Linked DNA regions of Mus musculus: all the other regions are linked to region 1. The links are chromatin contacts, called in public Hi-C and promoter capture Hi-C maps. All regions are on one chromosome and are shown on one strand. The core of a region is the stretch at or near the end of the contact, and the rest is flanking DNA. Distances in the headings are between cores, read along the strand shown.

Region 1 (2,700 bases), core at 72-2,571:
GTCTTCACCTCCACAGGAGGGCCTCTGTACTAGCTTTTCTCCATAAAAAGGGGTCTTATCACTATAGCAACTGTCTGTCTGTCTGTCTGTCTGTCTCTCTCTCTGTTTTCCAAGTCAAGGTTTCTCTGTGTAGCCCTGGCTGTCTTGGATCTTGCTTTGTAGACCAGGCTGTTCTTGAACTCAGATATCTGCTTGCCTCCTCCCTAATGGGAGGATTAAAGGTATGCATCACCCTTTTCTAGCTAGCTTTTTTTTTTTTTAATAAAGTTCACAATTTTCTTTTTCCCTTTTGTCTTTTTTCTTCCTTTCCATTTTTTTTTGTTTGTTTTTCTTTTGAGCTAAGGTTTCACTGTAGCCCTGGCTATCCCAGTACTGTTCACTCTATAGACCAGGCTGGGCTCTAACTCAGAGATTCCCCTGCCTCTGCTTTCAGAATGCTGGGTTTCAAGGTGTGCACCACCACTCCTGGCGTCAGCACAACTTTCAATTTGTTTACTCAAACCTTGGCTGCCTTAACTAGAAGATAAACTCAGACTTCCTTTGAGGGAGAACACATTTGTTTGTTTATTTTTGAAGCAGGGTTTCTGTGTAGCCATGGGTGTCTTGGAACTCAATCTGTATGCCAGGATGGCCTCGAACTCACAGGGATCCTCCTGCCTCTGCCTCTGCCTCTGCCTCTCCAGTGCTGGGATTAAAGATGAGCCCAAATACCACCCAACAATAAAGCTATTCTTAACCCCTGGTCCTAGAACAATATTTAAAAAGAAGTAGTAGACACTACTAATCAAATAAAAGAAAATTAAATATATAAAAAAGACATAGCCGGGCAGTGGTGGTTTATGCCTTTAATCTCAGCACTTGGGAGGCATAGGCAGGCGGATTTCTGAGTTCGAGGCCAGCCTGGTCTACAGAGTGAGTTCCAGGACAGCCAGGGCCACACAGAGAAACCCTGTCTCGTAAAACCAAAGAAAGACATAACACCCTTTCTGATGGTGTCTCACACTAACCATTCAAGGCCTTCCAAACGTTTCTGGTGAGATGTCTGCATCCTTGAGCTGTAGGAAGCACAGCAGAGAAGCCTAAATACCGATTATCCTCTGGAACGAGGGCGGTTCCCTGGACGTCAAGTTTGCGCGCGGGGCGGGACGACGTGCCGAAGTCACGCCCTCTTACGTCCCGCTTCTCGCTCCAGTCCCCGTCCCCGCCTCCGCCCCCGCCCCGGTTCCCCGCACTGTGACGTTCCGCGAGAGGCACAGAGCGTAAACAGCGCAAGGCATTTCGGGAGCGGGATTGTTTCGCGCAGGAAGCAGGCTCCATTTTAGCGCCGCCCGGCGTCGCCATCTGTGTCTCTCTCCTCCCCCTTGTCTCTGTGGTGGCCGAACCCCAACAGGAAGGCTGAAGCCCGCGCCGACCGAGGCCAGAGAGCCAGGCGGGAAGAGAACCAGAGCACGGGAGGAAGGGTTGCGCGTAGGAAGCTGAGTGGAGCAGGTCAGGTCGAAGCGCGCGGCCCGCCGGACGGACTGACGGACGGACTCGTGCGCCTGCGGCCGCGTCTGCGGCGCCCGCGCGACTCGCGTCCCGGCGGCGGCGGTGGCGGCGGCGGAAGCCGGAGGGCAGCCATGGCGGCCGACAGCCGGGAGGAGAAAGGTGAGTGTGGAGGACGGGGCCTCGGGGCGGCCGGGCGAGGGGACCTAGGAGCCGCGGCCTGCGGGCGAGGCGGGAGGTTAGGGCCTCGCGCAGAGCAGGCGGCCGCATCGTGACCCGCTCCTTGCGAGGCCTGGCCTGCTGGGCCCGGCGTCCTCGTCTCTGCGGCGGCTCCCACCTCGACCAGGGCTTTGCTTCTCTCGTCACTCCCGGGAGCGGTTGGGAGAGGGCTTGCTTTGAGGAACTTGCCCCCGGGCACGTTTCCTGGCCGGATTATGCGGATGTAATGCGTATTTTTCTGAACTGTCGTCTTTTTGGTTGACTTTTTTCGAAAATAACGTCACAGTTAGCATTGTTAGACTAGTGAGTAGACTAGTTTAATTCATTCAGGTGGATTATTAATCATGAGAAATACCTGTAAGTAGCTTCTCACTGATCTTTTGGATAAGCTAAGAATCGCTTCTTTTATTCCTCGAGTATTTACTTTGGAAAGAAAGATATTAGGAAAAAAACAAACAAACAAACAAACACCCATGCCCCTTCTTCCAAAAGTCCTAGCAACGGATCTCCCAGAATAGTGCAGAGTTCTCAAAAGATTCAGCGAGGAATACGTAGGTGGAGGCTAGAGAGACTTGGAAAGATAAAAAGAAAACATTTTAGTTGATAAAATGTCATTTCTTCTGAAATACTATATAGAGACCACAGATGCCAGTATAGGATCCAGACCATAGAAGATACTCGTCTAGATGGGATGCAGTCTTGAGAGAGTTCTCAGCTCTGGGACTATCGCGACAGTCTTAGAAGAAAATAGTGCACACTTGCTGCCCTGCATTTCACAAATCTCTGCTTGTGGCTCATTAAATTTGAGGTGGAGATTTGTTAAGTGGGCTGAACAGTCATTAAAGCTTTTTTCCACTTTTCTGGTCTGTCTTGAGTGGGAATATGTTTAAAGATCTGTCTTTGTCATAAGCATCCTCCCCCCCCCCCCCCCCTTAGGGACATGGTTTCCATGTAGCCCTGCCTGTTCTGGAACTTGATTTGCAGACAGGCTGGCCT
Region 2 (2,700 bases), core at 77-2,576, 9.4 Mb after region 1:
CCGGGAACTTCCTCTTCCTCACTGACCTCCTCAGTTCTGTGTCCACGCCTTTCCCTCTAGGAGGCAGGATATAAGCCATTTCAAATTCACAAAATTGATCCAATCCCACCAACACCACAGGCCAACAAGGCCAGTTTCCCTTTCTTCCTCTCTGCCTTTCCAGAGTGATTTCCAGGGAAGTGAAAAATCTAACCAACGATAAAGTATCCGCTGCAACAACTGCAACAACAAAGAACGTATTTACTCAAGCCTCTGCTCGCACAGCCTTAAAGGACGGACGGAAAGAGGAGATCCGAACCCCACGAATTCCGAGATTTCCTGTTTTGATTCACTTTCCCTCGGGTTCCCCACGCCAGCCTGGGAAGGCCTGCAGTTAGAACGCCAAAATATGCCTTCCTCTCCCCTTGGGAGACGCGGAGGCGGCACAGGCGACCACGATCCGCGTGTCCCGCCCCCGACCCTCACCTGGCCAGGCCCGGGGCAGCGCCCGGGGCCCGCGCGAGGACGGAGTCCCAGGAGCGTCTGGGGAGGCCACCGGGCGCGAAGACGGTTAGGCCGCGCTGCAGGCCGGCGCGCTTCCTGCCGCGGCCCCGGCCTCGGGAACCGCGGCCCGAGCCCCCGCTGCCCGCCGCCCGCCGCCGTGGGGGCCGCACTGCCTCCCGCGTCCACGGCGTGGGTTCCCGCCGAGCCGTTCTCACCTGTGAGGCTCTGAGCCCCGGCCTCGAAGCGGAAGGACCTCGACGCTCTGGGGTCCCCGACTCCGTCCCCCTCCCCACACGCACACGGCCTGGAACCCGCGCCCCCTGAGGCGACGCGGGCCGGCTCCCGCCGCCCGACACACACACACGCAGACACACACACACGCGACACACACGCACACCCACTCGCCGCGGGGCCGCCTCCCGCCCGCCAAAGTCCCAACTCACACACCCACACACGTTCGTCCCTCGCCCACCTCACTTCCCCGGGGAGACGCGCTCCCCCTCGCTCCACTCCCGGTCCGACTCCGAGGCACGGAAACACTCTACCTCATTCTCCTCCGCGGGCCCTGAACGAGCACCAGCAGCCATTTCCCCGCGGCTGGGGAAACACACACACACAAACACGCGCGCGCGCACCAGGGCCCCACAGATGCTCCCCTCCAGACCTCAGACGCAAACACAAACACCCACGCCCGCCCGCTCACCCCGAGGGGCCGCGGCGGCGGCGGGAGGCCGGGCCCCGGAAGGCGAGCGCGCAGGGCCGGGAGTCGAGGCCCGCGCCCCCTCCTCACCTGCATTCAGCGCGCCAGGGTCCGGACGGCGGCGACGGCGGCGGCGGCGGGGCGGCTGCTGCTGGGGCTGCGGCGGCGGGGGAGGCGGCGGCGGCGGTGGCGGCGGGGCTGAGGGCAGTAAAGACATGCAGGCAGCCCGCCGGGGGGAGAGGCACCGGCCGGAGGGGACGCGGGGCGGGCGGGCCGGGCCGGGCCGCCTGAGGAACCACCGAGGCGGCGGAGGGCGGCCGAAGGGAGCGCAGAGCAGACGGATCGGGGGGCGGGGAGGGGGGACGCGGGCCGCGCCGCGCAGGACCGGGGCGACCGGGGCGCGTAGGAGAGGGCCCGCGGTCGCCGGAGACGCCGCTGCGAAAGCCTCGCGGAGCCCGCCCTTGGCCTTGGCCTCCTGGCGCTGAGGCTGCCGCCGCCGCGGGGGTCGATGCCGAGCCGGGTCGCTGCCGAGGCCGGGGCCGAGGAGAGAGAAAAAGAGAGGGAGAAGAGAGAGAGAGAGACGCGAGCTTTCGATGCCTTCGCTCTAATTCACACACGCTCACAACCCCGAGGGCCGGGGAGAGAAGTCCAGGCGCTATCGCTTTAGAGATTAATAACAAGGTGCAGAGAGTGCGAGGAGGAGGAGGAGGAGAGTTGATTGACGTGGAGGGGCTGGCGGGAGTCAGTCACTCCCCGGCGCCGAGGGGTGGGGTGAGGGGAAGGGGGCGGGGCCCCGGCGCGCCGCGCTTCGGGAGTTGCGCGTGCGCGCGGGACGGCCAAGCGCCTGGCTCGCTTCTTACCGTCGCCCTCGCTGGTGTTTTGGGAAAAAAAAAAAAACTGCTTTATTAGATTGAGTGGAGGGTAGAAGCCGAGAAGACTCGTACGATTAGCAGAACCTAGGTGCTGATGCTGGGGATGGGGAAGGGACACGCGGGTGCTTGCACTGTTTCCTGACGCTGGCCCACGCAGGCCCACAGCAGAGCTCAGGGCATTCTGGGTGGTTAATTAAGGAGACCTCAGGTGAGGTGGAACGACCCAAGGAAATGTTTTCTGACGTCCTCAGTGGGTTTCTTGACTTCTTCTTCTTCTTTTTAAAAACAGCATGTGTAAATTGCATGGCGGGAGGTGGGTTTAAAAGCCTATGACGCTCTGCGATAACCCCGTCCTATTTTTAATCCTCTCTCGCGATAAAATTGTATTTGGCAGTTTGCGGCGGTTACGGAGTGAAAACATTTAAGTGTAAACTGGAAATATTATTGGTTACCGTGTGAATGGAGCTTGCTATTTTAAGTCCGGAGGATTTTACTTGTGCCACCTGAAGCTTCTTCCAACAAAGCTAGAAGCAAATTGCATGTGCTCTGCAAGGCAGAGTGCTGCCTTGGATTTTGCACTTTTCCGTCTCTCCCGGCGCATGGCTCTGTGCTGGGTATTTACCGACGCCGGTCCAGAGTCGATTC
Region 3 (2,700 bases), core at 181-2,680, 9.5 Mb before region 1:
GCTGAAGAGCAGAGATCATTTCTTCAACTCCATAGCCCGTCTTGGCGCTGATCAGTCGCACGTCCTTGACTACCGTGCGGGACCTGGAGGACGGATTCTGATTCTTTATCTCCTCCAGTGGCTCATCCCCGGCAGGGTACTGTGGTCCTTGATGACCAGGAGCCACCACGAGCCCGGCGCGGATGCAATCGTCCCACAGCCGCTTCCGCAGCCGCTTCAAGTAGCCGGGAGCGTCCTGGGGCAGCAGGTCCACTTTGTTCCCCAGCACGATGAGTTGCTTGGGGCCCACCAGCTTGGGCAGGTCGGGCAGCAGGGCGTCCGGCAGGTCTAGAAGATTCACCATATAGAGCACCAGAGCCGGCCCGGGACGCCGCAGCGCTGCGCTCACAAGCTCCAGGTACTGATCGCGGCTTACCTGCAGGCGCAGGGCTCGTCCGTGGTGCACCAGCAGCCAGCAGCGTTGGCACACGGTCCGCGCCGGGCCGCCTTCCGCCTGGGCAGCGTCGCGGAACTTCTCCTCCGGCAGGTAGCCCGGCAGGCCGGGATGCTGGCAGTGCAGCTCGGCTCCGCAGCCCGAGCAGTAGATGCCGCTGGGCGGCACCGAGGCGTCTGGAAACTCCGGGACAGGCAGCGTCCGGAAGCCCGCCCGCAGCTTCTGCTGAAGCCGCTCCTCCCGCTGCTGCAATCTCTCTCGTTCCTTCTCCTGCTGCAGCTGCTGCAACTCCCGCAGCTCCTGCAACTCCCGCACTTGTTCCTCCGGGGTCCGCTCCGGGACGTACTCCGGGAACAGAAAGCGTTCCTCCGTGTCCGGGCCTTCTGCATAGTCCTCGGTCGCCGTGGAGCTCGGGGGAACCCGACGGCCCAAGGATGATGCACGCTGGCGGATGGGGACCTCACACTTCCCCTCCAGAAGCCACCGTGCTGGGCCGTAGCACGCAGCGGCCGGCGCGGGGCCCCGCCGGAGCCCGCAGAGCAGCCCGCAAGCCAGGCGCGCGGGCAGCATGTGGACAGCGCGAGGAGGGCGGGGCCTCGCGCGCGCACGCGCGCTCGCGTCCGAGAAGTTCCTCCCCCAGCGACTAGACGAGAGGGAACTGTCCAACAGTGCGGCCGATTCTCGCACTCTCGCGATGACAGCTCTGAAACTCGAGAGTTCAGGCAGACGTGCAAAGGCACGGACTCGATAGAGCTGGGTGAGCAGAAGGTTCTCCAGTGCTCAGTCCACACGCGGAGCCATTTCTTTCATAAATCTTCAAACAAATCAAAACACGCAGCAAGAAACTTTCATTAGCGTAACCTAACTTCTGGCTAAGGAGCCGTCTGTCCTCAGCGGCAGCCAGCTAGTCATCACTCGCGCATGCGTAGTTCAAGTCCAGCCAGACCCTTTGCCAGTCGTCTGCGCAGGCGCAAGCCTCACACCCCGCCCCCTCGCTGAGACGCCGAGGATTCTGGGAACGTCGGAGACGGACATTGCTTGGTATCGCACTCTTGAGTTTGCCGCCGCGCTTCCCGTCTCCAGCTTTGCGATTCCGAGTAAGAGCTCCAGAAACCTTTGGCCAAGATGTATGACGCCGACGAGGGTAAGTGACCGCTTGAGGCACGCTTCACGCTATAGCCCCTTAGGCGGGACGGCGGGGGACCTGCAGCAGGGATCAGCGCCAGCCGCCGCATCCCGTCCGTGGCGCGCGGGCTCCCGGCAGCCTGGTTCCTACGATTTAGCCCGGGAACGAAGTGGGCTTTGCTAGCGGTGCAGGCTCGGGGTTCACGTTCCTGGGTCGGCTTGATTGCTCCCTACACGGCCTCCCGTTAAATCTGTAACCACCTTCCAGAATCGACATAGCGTAGCTTATTAACTAACATTTAGTTGTTTGATGTTGATTGATTTCATTTATCATTTCAGTCGACTTATTGAATAGCTATTATTATTATTATTATTATTATTATTATTATTAAACGGCACAGGGAATTGAACCCAGGGCCTGTCTGCACATACTCTGCTTCTGAGCCATATTTCTAGGCCCAGGAAGCTCAATTTTTGACCACGTCCTTGTGTTAGACATTGTTAAACTCTGGACGTATTAGGGACAAAGAACGGGTTCTGGGTTGACATTCCTTCACACTGTCTTCAGTTTAAGTAAACTGCCTTAAAAGATGGCCTTAAGCGGTCACTTCCCACGAGATGACAGTTCTAGGATGGTATGTTTTCCATTTTCACGAGGACAAAATGGCTTTTTACTTTTTGTATGAACACTTCTTAGTCCTACCCATTTTATTTTCATGTTGTGTGTGTGTTTTTTTTAAGCTCCCTTTTCTCTGATCAAAAATCATTTTATTCCAGCTCCCAACTTTGTGGCTGTCCTATGCATTCCCCTCCCTCCCCCTTTTCTCATGGAAACAATAGAAGCAAACGCTTTAACTTTTAAAATTGCTTCAATGTCTCAGACCCATTCATACCTCATTAGAATCTATTAGAATCGTTATATTCTTTTTAAAGTTATTCTTACTTGAAGGAAATTTAGGAGCTTTAAAACCATATGACATTTATTTATTTTGTGCATATGTATGAATGTGGGCGCACTCATGGGGTGTACCATAGAGGTCCTGGAGTTTGAATTCAGGTTCATGGCCCTCAGACTATATATTTCTGTAGAGCATATTTCACTCTTCAGATACTTTTAACAGGAGCGTGATGCTCAAACGAAG
Region 4 (2,700 bases), core at 153-2,652, 6.5 Mb after region 1:
ATAAGCTCCAAAGTGACTCACAGAAAACACACCCAAGAGTAAAAAATTCATTTCGGAGAGGCTAGCTGTTTAGAATTCATGAAGGCTCTAAGTTACCGATTTGCATGTTTGTTAGGAGGCAGAGATCTGAGGGAATAGAAAGTAAAACAAACAAACAAAACCAAAACAATCTAGGGAATTTTCCTGCCTCCCGACAGATACTCCACTCCGTGTGAAAGTTAGCCCTGCCTAAGGCATCTAGTTGGTTTGGTTTTTGCTCTGCCTTAGGAGAGGTGTCAGCTTAATAACAACGTTAATTATAATAGACAATAAATGATAATTTATGGGCGATCAAGAACCAAGAGGCTGTGGGAGCCTTCATTAAAACCAAAAGCAAACAGTACAACCATAACCTCTAGAAGCACACTTATTAGATATCTATATACCCTCATCAATCTGCAGTTTTTATTGAAAGGTCCCTCCTTTGAACTTTTTATTATGGAAAAAAAATTTCAAGGCACACAAATGCACTCACAATTCTGTAATGCAGTCTCTACTACCCACCGCCCAACTTCAACAAGTCAGCTGTGTAACCAACTAGTTGAATTTAGCTTTTTTTCTTTCCTGAGTCAGATCGATTAAAAAAAAATTATCTCGGTAAGCATCTTGGAATGTTAAGAGCTTGACTGTTTATTGCAAAATACACCGGTGGTACAACTAAGAAGTTCAGGACGCCCTTCTGCACTCCTGGAAACGCTGTTACAGAGTTATGTGACCTCGGATTTTCGGGGTGTGACCAGAGGCGACAGCCTCGGGCCTCGCCTAGACTGAGCTAGAGTTCCTAGGCAGCTGTGGACCCCGGCACGTAACCGAGCACCACAAATGCCACCCACCCAAGCATGCGCAATCCAGACCCCAGAGTTGCTAAGGCCCCGGAAGAAGATAAGAGAGTCGGGATATATTGAGAGCCAATCAGAGGACGCAACAGCCAGTCGGCCAGCCAATCCAGATTCGAGATTAAATCAAGTCCTCAGCAGTCGGCTTGCCCCACCCTTGTCCAATCAGGGAGCCCGCTACTTTGGGCGGACTTTTCAAAACAGCGAAAACAAAACAAATCGGGGGACCTTTAAAAGGTGTGAGGCGTCCAGAAACTGTCTCCTTCCGCTCTCCGATCGGCTCGCTCATCTTTGCTCCCTTCCGGTTCCATTCTGAAATGAGGCTGGAATCCAGATTCCACTCCCTACCATAGATCCTGGCTCCGCAAGGCCAAGAGGAACAGAAGGGGCCAAGAGAGGCTGGGAACTGAGGCTCGGAGCAGGGACTCTTTTTCTCAGATCCACTGGGCGAGCGAGCGAGGATCCCTCCGCGCGCAGTCACGCGCCCCGCCCCTTGGGGGCGTCGCAGACTCAAAACAAAAACAAGGGGTTTGCTCAGCTCCGGAGGCTGCGGCGGAGCCGGGAGGAGGTGGCGGTGCAGGGCGGGCGCTGAGCCCCGCTGAGGAGCAAGATGCAGCCGGGGCTGTGAGGCCGGGCGGCGGCGGGGAGGTCGGATGCGGGTCTCGGGGTGCCGCTGAGGAGGCTGGTCCCTGAGCTCGGAGACGGGTCCGGACGCCCCCGCCGCGCCGGTCCGTGACGCCGGGGCCGACACGGTGAGTGGGCCTCCCGGGTGGCTCTGGGTTTGGTGGCTCCGGGTCTGGATCGCGGTTTGCTTTGATGGTGGAGTCCCCCAGCCGCAGCTGAGGGACTGACAGGGGCTCCAGGGTGTTCTGAGGCTATACGGTGGGTTGACAGCCCCGGGGCTTCGCACCGTTACTGAGCCCAAGTATTAGGCTACTGCTCGCTGCGGGCGTACTGGACTCCCCACTGTCTCCCCAGCATCCCCCAAGCTACTGGGCCGCCCTGTCTCGAGTTGCGGGGCTCGTCAAAGCTGCAGAAGCTGCGGGGGTAGCTTGGAGGTGGGCTCCGCGACGGGCTCCCGGGGCGGGGCTCCGAAGCCGCCTCCTTCCAGTTCTTTGTTCAGTCTCGAGACTCCCCCTCCCTTCTCTCCTATTGTGCAACGCCCCGCCCCAGAACCCGCTTCGGTGGCTTCAGTCTTCCGGTCCCCCGCTTTCCTCTAGGGCCTAGAGTCTAGTTAGAAGTCCCTGCTGTGCTGTCCAGGTGATGCGGACAGTAGGGGACATTACGCTTCTTGGACACTTTTCCTGTACGTCAAACGCTGTCGGCCACAGAGCTGATCAGAACTAGCCCTGGCCAGCGGAGGTGACCGAGATACTGCCCCCCCATGCCACGCCTCCATGTCTTTAGGGGAGGATTCCCCTGAGGCTGGCGGACGTGACCGATCCCCCCCTCACCCGGTTCTGGCTTGCGTGATCTGGGGCGCCCCTAGCTGGAGGGATCGCGGCCAGCTCCTTCTGCTCTCACACCCTACGTATCCGGATTATATTCTTAACCGGCCGCGGTGTATTTGCTGCAGATGAAGGATTTGGGGGCCAAGCACTTGGCAGGTGGCGAAGGGGTTCAGCTTTTCGGATTGTTGAACTTCTACCTGGAACAAGAACAGAGATACCAACCTCGGGAAAAAGGGCTGATCTTGATGGAGGCTACCCCGGAGGTAAATTTGAGAATTGATAGGACTTGGGGGAAGGTGGGAAGGTAACTTTTTGGTTTTCCTCGTACCAAATCAGTACCAAAGGCTAAAAAGTTAAATCCAAAATTGGCCTCA
Region 5 (2,700 bases), core at 28-2,527, 5.2 Mb after region 1:
GTATATTTTATATGCAAGCTCTTTAAAAAGTAGCTTGCTCCAAATTACACAGCAAGTTAAGGACAATCTAAACTATGAAGGGAAAGCTATAGGATTCCAAGAGTCAAAGTTTCTTCTCAGTGGGAGGCGACTTCTGAAGACTGAAGCCAAGGCCTTCAGCATTATAAACTCAATTCTAAGGCTGAGTTATAACCCCAGCTCAAATCTCAGGCTTTCTCAACAAAATATTAAAACTGCTTCTTAAAAAAAAAAATCAGGTAAGTCTTAACTGTGTGAGAGTCATTTTTAAAAACTCTAGATGACTAGAACGTCTCAAGCAGGAAAAATGACAGCATATATGTATTAGGCACTCCTCCAATATCCAACTTAATGGCAATCACCCAACTCTCACTTCACACAGACATTTTCTCCTGGACAGGTCTGGGCATATTCCTAGACAAAAAAATGAAGCTGACAAGCCATACTATAAACTTCCTACACGTACAGAAATTATATTCTGATTCTTCCCTTGCTTATGCTTTCATCACTGCATCATACGCACTTGACAGAAATGCCAAGGCCCTTTCACTTCCTCATTCTACTGTCAACCGCAAATGACGGATAAACCCACAAGGGAGGTGAATTTAAGCAAGGGCCAAGTCTTTACAAACAAGAACTTGGCTTGCAGCGGCGATCGAGTACAGAGCTCCTGCTCGCCTTGCCAAAACGTTTCCTGCAAGGAGAGCCCAACTCCAGATGGCAGGTATCCTGACAAGCAGCTCGGTCTGAAGCTTCTGCCCAACCTGCCCTTGCCAGACCCGACCGCAGCTCATCGAGGAGGTACCCTCTAAAGTCGTCACCTTGAGGAGACAAGCTCTGTCATAGTGCTCGCAGCCCCGCGGCCCCTGCGCCAGGTTGCGGACGCCATCTTCCCGCGCCGTCGCCGCCATCTCCTCCTCCTCCTCCTCCACCACCTCCCCCTCACCAGCCACTGAACCTTTCCCCCAGCTTGGAAGCCACGCCTTAAGGAAGCAGAGTCGGTCGGACACCCGCTCCTCCTCGGAGCAGCGGCCACCAGAGTCAGGAAGGGGGGGTCCAATCACGTGATCTGCAGCATCCGGATTTCCGGTCCCTGGTGTAAGGGGTGGAAGCCAAGTGAGACGCTTAGTCCGTCGTCCACGTTAGTCGCTGTCGTCACTGCTAATGGTAGTAAGTCTTAGGTTGGCTCTTTTTCCCCGCCCCGGCATCGCTGCCAGCCCTGATTGCGGGCGAAGGGGACCGCTGCGTCGTCTGGCGGGCGCTGCTGCGAGCCGCCGGCGCCGGTGAGGAGCGGCCCCTCCCGCGGCTGCTCCGAAAGGGGGCGGGGCTCGGCGGCTGCGCGCGCAGGTCCGAGTGCCGGCGGCTGTCCCGGTCTCCTTTTTTCCCTGCGCCCCCTTTAGAAAATATTGTGCTGTCACCCACCCAGGACTTAAGAACGCAAAGTGAAAAACAAGTAGCCACGCCACGCCCCCGTGGAACTCACAAATGGGGAGGGGGAGAACGCCACGGCATTAGATGAGGTCACAACTTCCACACTGGAAGGACAGTCCTGTGTGGTGTCCCTGGGGAAGGAGACGCTCGAGCTGAAAGTTGAATGGCAAACAGTACGCCAGCAGGAGTTAGTGTGTACCAGACCTGTGGGAGAGAAAAATCTGGCCCGTAAGAACATGAGAGAAATAAAGAAGCCTGCAGAGTTTGAATCTCAGACCTCAAGGTGCATAACTTTATGTCCACTCTTACAAAATACCAAGACTTAGAGCATTTTATCAGCAAAACTTCAGGTGTTGGGATCTGGGAGAAGGGAGGCAATTGTCCGGGAGGAGATGCCTTTAGCTTAGCCCTGGAGTTACTAACTCGTTTTAATTCTCTTCCAGTTGTGTTAGGAGTTGCTAAAAACATGGTGAAAGGTTGCTCGGCCATTGGATGTGCCTCTCGCTGTTTACCAAATTCCAAGTTAAAAGGACTGACATTTCATGTGTAAGACTTTGCTGTACTCAAGCCAGATACTTTTAACTTTTTACTAAAAATGATTCTACCAGAGTCTGCAGTTACAAGCTTTTGTTCCCAGTCTTTTTAAAATAACCTTGTTAAATTTGAACTGACAATGGTCCCTTTATAATGTGCAAGTTTCAAGTGCCAAGGAATGAAAGACCAGATAGCACCCCCACCAAAAATAAAATACCCCCACGCACAAATTGTCAGGCTCGTCTTTGCTAATGTTTGCATTCTAACTGTGTTACGGTCTCTACTGTTCATATGTCGATCATCATCTAACTGAGGGCTCTGTTCAAATACCCATACCTTCTTTTTAGAAATAGATGAGGTGGAGTGGTTCACTGTAAACTACATGTTCAGATCAAGGATTATTTAGCTGTGTGAGTTTGAGGATTCTAATTTAGTGTTTAGCCATTCCTGTGACACCCTAGGAAGGGTCTAATAGGATTTAATAAGCATACTTAGGATGTTCGCAGCTTTTGTGAAGCACTGTTATTACTAGGGAAAGATCTAGTTACTTTACTAGGCAGGGAAATAAAAAGAACCTATGTGCTACCATGTCCCAAAACAATATTGAACTAGCTTAGAAATGTTGAGAAGTCTGATTATTGCCTCCTGTATATGTCAAAGTAATTGTAGCTCCAGAACCGTAGACGTGCCAGCTGTTCTCCGCATGAGTTCATAAGG

Evidence for each region. Promoter capture Hi-C pulls out the DNA fragments that hold promoters and counts their contacts. A called contact is a pair of places that touch in the nucleus more often than the background predicts.
Region 2: a promoter capture Hi-C map of pre-B cells shows a contact between it and region 1. The contact joins the promoter of Cnot6l here to the promoter of Ythdc1 in region 1. A contact is called at or near these places in 2 of 39 promoter capture datasets (cranial neural crest and pre-B cells).
Region 3: a promoter capture Hi-C map of pre-B cells shows a contact between it and region 1. The contact joins the promoter of Polr2b here to the promoter of Ythdc1 in region 1.
Region 4: a contact with region 1 is called in a Hi-C map of neutrophils, with 7 times the contacts expected there. The contact joins the promoter of Ccng2 here to the promoter of Ythdc1 in region 1. A contact is called at or near these places in 1 of 39 promoter capture datasets (cranial neural crest) and 2 of 484 Hi-C or Micro-C datasets (CD4 T cells and neutrophils).
Region 5: a promoter capture Hi-C map of pre-B cells shows a contact between it and region 1. The contact joins the promoter of Rchy1 here to the promoter of Ythdc1 in region 1. A contact is called at or near these places in 1 of 39 promoter capture datasets (pre-B cells) and 3 of 484 Hi-C or Micro-C datasets (CD4 T cells, CD8 T cells and regulatory T cells).

The regions. Positions count from the first base shown.
Region 1 is chr5:86,802,945-86,805,644 of GRCm38.p6, forward strand. It overlaps Ythdc1 (YTH domain containing 1), which reads left to right and starts at 1,322. Exons shown (of 17, transcript NM_001347375.1): 1 at 1,322-1,647. The coding sequence starts at 1,620.
Region 2 is chr5:96,160,664-96,163,363 of GRCm38.p6, forward strand. Cnot6l (CCR4-NOT transcription complex, subunit 6-like) reads right to left here and starts at 1,327. Exons shown (of 12, transcript NM_144910.2): 1 at 1,274-1,327. Gm52799 reads left to right here and starts at 1,132. Exons shown (of 2, transcript XM_030254979.1): 1 at 1,132-1,228; 2 at 1,476-2,700. The coding sequence starts at 1,132. The coding sequence ends at 2,092.
Region 3 is chr5:77,309,054-77,311,753 of GRCm38.p6, forward strand. Polr2b (polymerase (RNA) II (DNA directed) polypeptide B) reads left to right here and starts at 1,431. Exons shown (of 25, transcript NM_153798.2): 1 at 1,431-1,577. The coding sequence starts at 1,559. It overlaps Noa1 (nitric oxide associated 1), which reads right to left and starts at 1,033. Exons shown (of 7, transcript NM_019836.3): 1 at 1-1,033. The coding sequence starts at 1,003.
Region 4 is chr5:93,266,171-93,268,870 of GRCm38.p6, forward strand. Ccng2 (cyclin G2) reads left to right here and starts at 1,403. Exons shown (of 8, transcript NM_007635.4): 1 at 1,403-1,627; 2 at 2,452-2,589. The coding sequence starts at 2,452.
Region 5 is chr5:91,961,791-91,964,490 of GRCm38.p6, forward strand. It overlaps Rchy1 (ring finger and CHY zinc finger domain containing 1), which reads right to left and starts at 1,278. Exons shown (of 9, transcript NM_026557.4): 1 at 840-1,278. The coding sequence starts at 929. It also overlaps the pseudogene Thap6.